2 separate regions of the Mus musculus genome follow, and region 1 is linked to region 2. Evidence: chromatin contacts called from public Hi-C data. All regions are on one chromosome and are shown on one strand. Each heading gives the region's core, a stretch centred on a gene start, on an enhancer-like site or on the middle of the called end of the contact. The rest is flanking DNA. Distances are from core to core; before and after follow the strand shown.

The links. Hi-C and Micro-C count contacts between places; a contact is called where the count stands out from the background.
Region 1: a Hi-C map of the N1E-115 cell line shows a contact between it and region 2, with 10 times the contacts expected there. The contact joins two enhancer-like sites. A contact is called at or near these places in 4 of 484 Hi-C or Micro-C datasets (the HL-1 cell line, the N1E-115 cell line and liver) and 1 of 115 datasets of contacts at active chromatin or transcription factors (fibro-adipogenic progenitors).

What each region holds. Positions count from the first base shown.
Region 1 is chrX:12,250,277-12,254,848 of GRCm38.p6, reverse strand. No RefSeq gene overlaps it. Among named protein-coding and RNA genes, the nearest start is that of Gm14635, 100 kb to the left of the region's middle. Within about 2 kb of position 2,523, at least 125 of the 459 cell types and tissues checked have an H3K27ac peak or open chromatin away from gene starts, as enhancers often do. A contact at or near this core is called in the N1E-115 cell line, where this site is marked.
Region 2 is chrX:11,897,014-11,901,577 of GRCm38.p6, reverse strand. No RefSeq gene overlaps it. Among named protein-coding and RNA genes, the nearest start is that of Gm52427, 4.0 kb to the right of the region's middle. Within about 2 kb of position 3,042, at least 9 of the 459 cell types and tissues checked have an H3K27ac peak or open chromatin away from gene starts, as enhancers often do. A contact at or near this core is called in the N1E-115 cell line, where this site is marked.

The DNA of each region.
Region 1 (4,572 bases), core at 1,274-3,773, 350 kb before region 2:
AAAAAACAAAACAAAAACAAAAACAAAAACAAAAACAAAACAAAAAAACCAAAAACCAACCAACCAAAAAAACAAAACAAAACAAAACAAAAATCCATGCAAATAGGGGTTGGCAAGATGGCTGAGTGGTTAAGGTTAAGAGAACCTGTTGCTCTCCTAGAGGACACTGGTTGTTCCCCAACATGGAGGTTGGGCCACTCACAGTCACTCCACCTCCAGGGAGGCTCTGCGGAACTCCACTGAACTGATGTGGTAGCTCCCACCTTTAATCTCAGCCAGCACTTGGGAGGTGGAAACTGCTGGGAGTTCAAGACCAGACTCAGTTACATAGTGAATTCCAGGACAGCTTGGGCTACAGAGTGAGATCCTGTCTCAGAAAAATCAAAACTAAACAACAAACCACAAAAATATGAATAAATAATAAAAAAACACTTTATTTTTCCAACCCCCCCCCAAAATCTAGAAAGTGACATATTGTACATTTCATAAACCTCTTTGGTGTCTGGAGTATTTATTTATTTCTATTGCTGTACCGAGGATGAGCCCAGGCTTTGGTTTTGTTACTTTCAGTCACTAAATGTTGGTATAATTTATAGCATAACAATGGGTAATTAAGGTGTATAGTAACCTTCTGGCATCAGTCTAGATTCCAGCTCCTGAACGTTTCCCTTTTTTTTTTTTTTTTTTTTTTTGGTTTTTCGAGACAGGGTTTCTCTGTGTAGCCCTGGCTGTCCTGGAACTCACTCTGTAGACCAGGCTGGCCTCGAACTCATAAATCTGCCTGCCTCTGCCTCCCGAGTGCTGGGATTAAAGGCGTGTGACACCATGGCCCGGCTCCATTTCCCTTCTTAATTCTAAAAATTGCATTTATGGGAGCTGGAGAGATGGCTGTCTGCTCTTCCAGAGGACCCAGGGTTCAAGTCACAACACCCACATGGCAGCTTACAACTATCTGTAATTCCATTCCCAAGGGATGGAACACCCTCTGGTCACCTCATACGCAGGCAAAACACCCATGCATATAATGTAAATGACATATAAATGTTATATGTATGTTTGTGCTCACGTGCCCCGGCAGTCAGGAGATAACCTGTGGAAGATGATTTTCCCCCTCCACCATGGGAGTCCCGTGCGTGGAAAGAACTCAGGTCCTCAGACTCGGTGGTGGCAAGCATCTTTCCTCTTTCTTTCTTTCTTTCTTTCTTTCTTTCTCTCTCTCTCTCTCTCTCTCTTCTTGACAGCTGCTGGAGCATCCACTAAGTTGGGGTACTGACATGTCGCCTTAGATTAATGAAAACCCAGCCTCCCCTAGGTTTGTAATCACAAAAGCCTTTTCAGAGGTCCTGGATCTCAGGGCCCTGATTATCAGAGGGATCCTGGAACCACACTGTGGGCACTACTGACCTAGATAACCAGGACACACAGCCTTCCCTCCAAGAATCTAGCTCTAGATCCTCCCCCACTTCTATTTTCCTGTTTGAGATCTTTGTTATTTGTTTAATGATTGGATTGTGACTGATGCCACCCAGGAGGCATTGTCCCCAGTTAGAAGGCATGATGAACAAGTCCCCAATCTTGCCTGTGTGGTCTCCAAGATATTAAACAAAAGGGGGAGGGTGCCCACCTTGAAGATCTATGGTGAAAGCTGAGCTCTCTTTGGGGTGAGGAGGCTGGAGGACCTTGTTCTATCAAGGAGAGATTCTGGTGTTCCTGTCAAGTCTGTGAGGAATATTCGGGGATTTCCCCCTCTCTGTCCCTTTCCTGCACCACCAACCACCTCTCTCCCCACCCCTCCTGTGTCACCTCCACACTGCCCTCCACCCCCACCCCCACTCCCCGTGGAAAGTTTACACTGTTTTCAGCCAGGAGAATTGTCCCTGACTAGTTCGTCAGAGAAACGCACGCAGCTGTAGCAAAGACTAAAAATAGTCTCCTCCGTGACCAGTGTCTTCCCACGTCCTTTTCTCCACGCTTGCCTCCTTCTCAGTCCCCACCTTCAGCGGAGGCAGGAAGGTCCTGGGAGGGTGTGAGCCCGCTGGGACCTGCCAGACTCCCTAGTCTCCCCTCCCAAGCAGCACGAGTGTCCGATTCTATTTTGCAGTGACCTCCGCCTTGCCACGCCCAATTCCAGAGAACCCGTATCTCCTCAGCGGGTGGAAGGCTAGCCCGCTTGGGCTGCAGATTTTTCCGGCACTTTAAAGGTTAAACGGGAAGCCTGGGGTGGGAGGAAGAGCCGTCCGGTGCTATGCGCGCAGGCTCCAGGCGGTGTCCCCAGCGTCGCTCTTTCTCCTTGAGGCCAAAGATGGAATCCGAATGCGAAGGTTCGTCTTTCCAGTTAGCTGTGTTGAGCCACCCAGCCAGCAGCGGCTCAGCTCGCCAGAGCCAAAGCGTTGTCTCGCTTGCCTTCCGGGAGGTGGCTTTTTTTTTTTTTTTTTTTTTTCTCAAGCGCGACCTGGGAGTTCGATGTGTGGCCAGGACCTGCCTGGCCTCTCTTTGCCCTGGTATCCTGGGACATGCGCCTGACAAGACCCGCCACCTCCTGCATTTCAGGGGTAGCTTGTGGTGTCCAGTGACCTTTGCCACTGTGTACTGCTGCAGTTTCGAAACAGCAAAAAAAAAAAAAAAAAAAAAAAAAAAAAAAGGAACTTTGCCAAACCACACAAAACTTCAAACCGCACCAGCTCCAACTGGGCACGCCCGGAGAAAGCTGCCTTTATCTGCCCCCTCTCTCCTCCTCTGGTCTCACAGTTGACTGGGGCTGGTGAAAGCCACTGGAACACTTTATCCCTCCCACTCATCTTCCAGCCCCGCGAAGATCCTGGATTGTTCTGGAAGCCAAGCCCAATCCGGCTTCCACCCAGCTGGGGGATCTGAGAGCCACCTGCCAGGCCCGTCACTTCACAATGAGTTTCCATTGTGTGGAAGAAAGCTGGGTGGATTCGAGCCAGCCGAGAGGGAGAAGAGTTGAAAGGTTTGGGTCCAAGAGAGTAGTGAAGGGGAGAGTTGAAAGATTTGAGCCTTGAGGGGAAGGAGCAATCTGTCCAGAGCTTGGTGGGGCTCGAAGACTCCACACAGCTCTGTTTTTCTCTGACCCTAAAGACTTTCTGCTCCTCCCTCAGTGGCTAGCAGAGCCCCCAGAGCCCCTGGGCTGAGACTGCGGCTCCAAACCTACCATTGGGTTTTGAAATCCACCACACACACACACACACACACACACACACACACACACAACCCCCGGGTAATTCCGGGACAAAATTGCCTTTCTTTCCAGGTTTTTCTCTGGAAACTTTGGTTTAGTTCCCTTAAGACCAGAGTCTCAAGTAGCCCAGCCTAGCCTCAAATATGGCTACTATTCAGATTACAGGCAAAATACCACAGGCTAGCTTCTCTGAAAACTCTTAAATGCCCATCCCACAGCAGTGAGCATGTTCGTCATTCCCCAGAGAAAGAGATCTGTCTTCAGGTCGATCTTCAAACTTGCTGGCAGAGGGACAGAAGAGAAGGCTTCACAAATATAACCAATTAATAGGGAGGTAGTAATCCTAGTGTCCATGGTGGGCACGGGGCTGGGAGTGGCCTTTGGCAGCTGACTTTCTCTCTTCCCAGGTGTTTGTGGCACCTCTGTGGTGCCAGTCATCACTCTGCAAAGAGGTGGGATTCTCGCTCCCAAACAAGCAAACACCAGTTCAGCCTTGAGGACGCAGATGACCCACAGGAATAATCGGAAGTCTCTCAGGCTGCTTTCTGCCCCAGTAACTCTATGTAAAACTAGGACTAGGAGCTGGTAAAATGTGAGGTGGCTTCCACTCACAGCTAGTCCTGGGTGCAAACGGACATACCCTTTCTTGGAAACTGCCAGCAGTCTGCAAGGGCCTTATAAACAGTGTACTAGGCAGCGCCCACTAGCCCACAGCATTCCATCAACACCCGGCCCACAAGCGTGGAGTGTCATCAACTCCCGCAGCTAGAATCCAATTGCAGGGAACAGAGAATGTTTCCAGCTATTTTAAGCAAGAATAGGAAATTACTCCAGGAAATTAGGTGCTCACAAAATTCCTGGAAGGCCCGAGAGGAACAGTCTCTGAACTCACAAGACACTACCATTGAATTGGTCCCCAAGATTGCCGCCCTCTCTGCCACTAGCAGGAAAGTGAGAAGCAGGGGAGTTGGGGGGTGGGGTGGGGGCGGGAGCTGCACTGATTGCAGATTGCAGCTGAGATCTAATGATTAGGATCCCATGCCACCACGGCCTTTCTCAAGAGCCACAAGAGCCTGTGCCTCTACCCACAAGAATCAGCGGCTGAGCAATTGCCAAAATATTGTCACACATAACCCCACATACCCTCCCCCTACCCCCAACCACACAGTGTGTCCAGCGACTGCAGCCAGAGCCGAAGACAGTCTGCTTCATGCCTTCCTTCCAAACCTCACACAAATGTATCTAATTGTCAAAATTGAATTCTCATCCGCAGCCCCAGCTGCAAAGGTGTCTGGGAGATGTAGTTTTTAGATTTCCATCCTTCGGAGTAAGAAGGCTTCATAGCACAGGGTTAGAAAGGAGGTGGAGGACCT
Region 2 (4,564 bases), core at 1,793-4,292:
CCTCCACGTCCCCAGTGGTAAGATTGCAGGTGTTCATTACCACATCCAATTTCTGTGCTGATGGTCACTGAACCTGGGGACTCTGACAATGGTAAGCACAAACTACCAACTGAGTTTTGTCCCCAGCCAAACTCTGTACATTTTGGTGATGAAGTGACTCTCTCCCCTTCTCATGCTTTGTCCTCTTTCTTCATGCCTTTCCATAAGTGTTTGAGTCTTTGTAGCAGTGGATGGCACCTGTTTTCATGGGTCATATAGTCTCATTATAATCTCATAGGCAACGTGGTGAATGGATTTTCTGGAGCGAGCTGTTTCTGTATGTGATGGGAACTGTTTTGATATATCCTATCCCATGTGGTCTTCTTCTGATTGAACAGCTTTGTTCGATGGTTTTGTTTGTTTGTTTGTTTTTGTTTTTAATGAGTGTGGAACCAAACCCAGAACCTCTTTCTGAGCCACATACCTAACCAGACCAATTAGATGTTGGCCTTGCTTTACTGAGCTGTACCATCTGTAAGAGCACAGAAGTCATCGGACCAGTGATGATTGTGACCTAATGACACTGTGTGACAGCTGAGGTGTAGTCATGCAGGGAAGTCAAGCTTCTGCTTTCTCTTCTTGGGGCATTCACTCTGGATACCTGTTGGCTGTCATGCTGGGAAGGGTACCCAAGGCCACATCTAAAGGCCTTGTATGGGTGTGTCTGTCTGGCTCCACCTGCAGCCAAGATCCTGACCAATAGCTTGTGCAATACTCCACAGCTGAGAGGGGACTCAGAGTCCTTTAGCATCAACCTCCCCTTGCCCCCGGTGATGTTGGATGAAGCAGAAAGCAGCTGTCTCCATCAAACCCCCAAAGACATTTTGGCATTGGCAAGCAAAAGGCATGTCATTGCTTTAAACCATTAAGTTTTGGGTTATCTGCGATACACCAGTAGGCAACTGGAACTGGAGGCTTGAAAGGAAATGTGTGATGTTTGATTTCATAACCGTAGATACATTACCCAGAATATGCAAAGAAAGGGAGGTCAACTTTGACCTTCGTGAGCCTGTGTGCCTACTACATGTGTGAGAGGTGGAAGCAGGTTTTTGCCAAAGTATCACGGAAGAATGAGGCTGGAAGCAAATACAGAGAGTAAGAATTGATGACTCATGCCTGTAACCCTAGTACTCAGGGGGCTGAGGCAGGAGGATGGCTGGTAGTTTGAGCAGCCTAGATTGCAGAACAAGATCCTGTGTTACCCCTACAAACAAGAAAGGGTGGGGGGAGGGCAAGGCCCAGATTGAAGTGACAGAGGCCCGTGTCCCTCAGTGGAGGGGGTGTAGCTGGGAAGTAGTAAGGTGGGAGGACTGAATCAAGGGAGGGGGCTGGCTTCTGTCTGTCTGCCTGCTGCAACTCAGCACAGGATCCAGCTCTCAGTGCAAGATCCAGCTCTCCTTTACACATTATTTTTCCCTAATTGCATGTGAGGCTGGTGGCTGCCAGCCAGCCAGGGCCCTCAATCACATTAGGGAGCCATCTACAAATCTCCCTGCAGGGGGTGGCGGCTGTGGGATGCTTTCCTGTAGGGAGAGAACTCAGGCTCAGTGGTTGCTGAGAGGTGGGTGTGGGTAGAGCTTTCTCTCTCCTTCACTCTAAGGCGCCTGCCCCTCCCCTCTCAAATTCAGGATTTTTTGGACATCACCTAACTGGTCCTTCAGTAGTAGGGTTGAGGAGCCCCGGACCACCATCCCCCGCCCCCAGCCTTGGACCATTCCTGTGGCAGGCAGTGGTGAGTGTTGCCTTGCATAAGGTTCAGGAGTGCTGGACTGAGCGAGGTGAAGCCAGGGTGAAGAGTCTGGAAGAGATGCTCTGGGAACTGACTTTTCTCTTGCTGAGAAGCACAGCCCTTTTCATAAGCCTTTCCTAAAGGTCCCACCCTCCTAACTGCCACCCCAGATTCCAGTTAAATAAAAGAGCATTGGGTGGGTGGGGGTGGCTATGGAAATGGCACCCCATTGGCCACAGGTGAGTATCTGCTCTGTGTGGTTCTTGGGTGAGGACCCCCACCCACACCCTTGGGCTTCTTTGTTTTTCCCAGCAGCCTGAGAAGAAAGAAGTTGCTCTCTCCATTTTACTTGGTAAGGAAACTGTGGTTTAGAAAGGGCACAAGATTTGCCCAAGGCTATTGGTGAGGTCTGTGCGTCTACTAGACCAGGGCTTTATGCTTCCCAGTGTGGATGCAGCTGCGAACACTAAGAGCTGTCTGTCTCTCAGTCCTTTTGTCTGGTCTAGTGGGTAAGAACATAGAACTCTGGAGTCCAGCCACTTGGCACACATCACTCTTCCACCTGTGTGACCTTGGGGGAAATTGCTCAATCTCTCTGGGCTCTCAGTCCCTCTTGATCTCAAAAATGGGGCTGGCGCTAGCACCTACCTGAGAGCGCTGCTGACACCGCAGTGAATTAATGCATCGTAGGTGAGGCAGGTGCTCCAGTATTCTCTTCTGTTACTAAGCCTAGCCAGGCACTTAGCCTCCATATTTAATTGCATGATGGGTGGTCCTGATAATACTATCTACATCTCTGGTTAGACTGTGAACTCGTAAGAGGCAGGAGCCTGAAAAACTTGTAGCTGCCTCCTAGTGACCCTGCAGCTGCCCCTGCCCCTTACCCTGTTGTTATTCCTCATTGGTTGGTCTGGTCTCTGTGACTGTGGATTGACAAAGAAAGGAATTAAAACTGGGGTTACTTTGTGGCTGGGGGGTGAAGCACTTGCCTAGCAGCCGTGAGGCCCTGGGTTCAATCTCCAGCACCACCAACAAGCAAGCAGAGAACAGAGCCGTTGGCTTCTGCTCTTGGACTTTGGAAATTAGGGAAGAGGTAGTCAGGCAAAAGAGGGGGGGGGCATGAAGGGCTAGGCTGTTGGTCAGGGGCCCCCCAAGGAGCCAGGAAACCTTGTCCGCTACAGGCAGCCTGGGTAAACCCTGGACCCTGTGGCCTCCAGTGGTTCCCAGAACCCTGACAAATTGTCCTTGTCTTCCGGGACTCTTGGTTCTGGGCACCTTGTCCTGTCCTGTCCCCTGCAGCTCTCCACACAGTGCTTGGCAAGAACGGCCCAGACACACTGGAGAAAAGCTGGCAGCGTGGAACAGCATGCTAATGTGGAGCGTCCGTCCCTCGTCTTAACTCAGGCCTCAGTTCAGCCGGCTACCTCCAAGTCTGTCAGCAGACTTGTAGAAAGGCCCAGTGGAGGGCCTGTGGAGAAGAATTGGGGGGGGGGGGGTTTCCAATCAAGCCTCTCAGGCCACTGACAGGGACGGAACATTCCTCACCATGGCTGGGGGAAGAGGACAGGACTAAGCTGGGGAAGGGCCCCAACTACACATATCCTAAGGAATAAAGGGACTGCTTGTGGCTTCTCTGTTGTGTGTGAGGTGGGAAGGGCAGCCTCAAGGTCTGATAGTACAGGGCCCAACTGCACAGAATACACAGGGATACCCTCTGCTTGCTGCCAAATGTGTCCACCCCTGGGGAGTGGTGCTTAGCTGGCCAGCCTTGCTTTCTTCTTGGTGCTCCAAGGTGATTCTTGTTTTGCCTGGTGACTTTTCGACTCTTCATCATCTCCCCCCCCCACCCCCGTTCCCAGGCTTAAAGACCTAAAAGGTCACCTTGCCCAGCTCCCTGCATTTCTCAAATCTTCCCACTACACAGCCATGGGAAACTCTCAAAAACACACTTGGATCTCAAAAACCTTCCACAGCTCCTCACTGCCCTCTGGAGAATGTTTGAACCCCTTAGGTGAGCCTCCCTGGGCCAGGCTTAGGTGATGGGGTCCTGTGATTGTTTACTCTTATCTCTATGCTCACCCCACATTCCACATGGTGGTAGCCTGAGCTCTCTATTGCGCTACAGAGTACACTAAAGGGTGCCCCCTCATCAGACTGGAGGCTCTTGGAGGGCAAGGGTGAGCAAATCTTTGCTGGTTTTGCTTTATTTAGTACAGCCTCATGTCAGTAGGATGGCTAGGGAAGTGGAGCGTGGTGTGGGAATCTCACACCTGTAATCTATAGAGTGTGTGCTTTCGGGAGAGGCCAGTGAGCCAGTGTGGAGAGAAGCTTACAGGGGTGTGGGGGTGTGGGGGTGTGGGGGAGTTAATGGAGTGCAAATGGAGAGAGGGGGAGGGGGATGGAGAGGGAGGGGGAGAGAGAGAGAGAGAGAGAGAGAGAGAGAGAGAGAGAGAGAGAGAGGTGTCAGGGACAGAAAAAGATAGAAAGATGGAAGGGATCAGAGAGAGGGACACACACATACACAGAGAGAGAGGGAGGGAGTGGGAGTGGGAGTGGGAGAGGGAGAGGGAGAGGGAGAGGGAGAGGGAGAGGGAGAGGGAGAGGGAGAGGGAGAGGGAGAGGGAGAGGGAGAGGGAGAGGGAGAGGGAGCCAGAGCTTTGTATCCCCTGGCTGCCCTAGGCTCTCTGGACAGCATGATATGTCAGTGCCCCCAGGCTTTTCCCCCAGGGCTCATGAGGTCACAGATTAGAGTTGGAATTTCCAGGCTGTATCCTCTGTGCGGTACTTCTGGCAAGC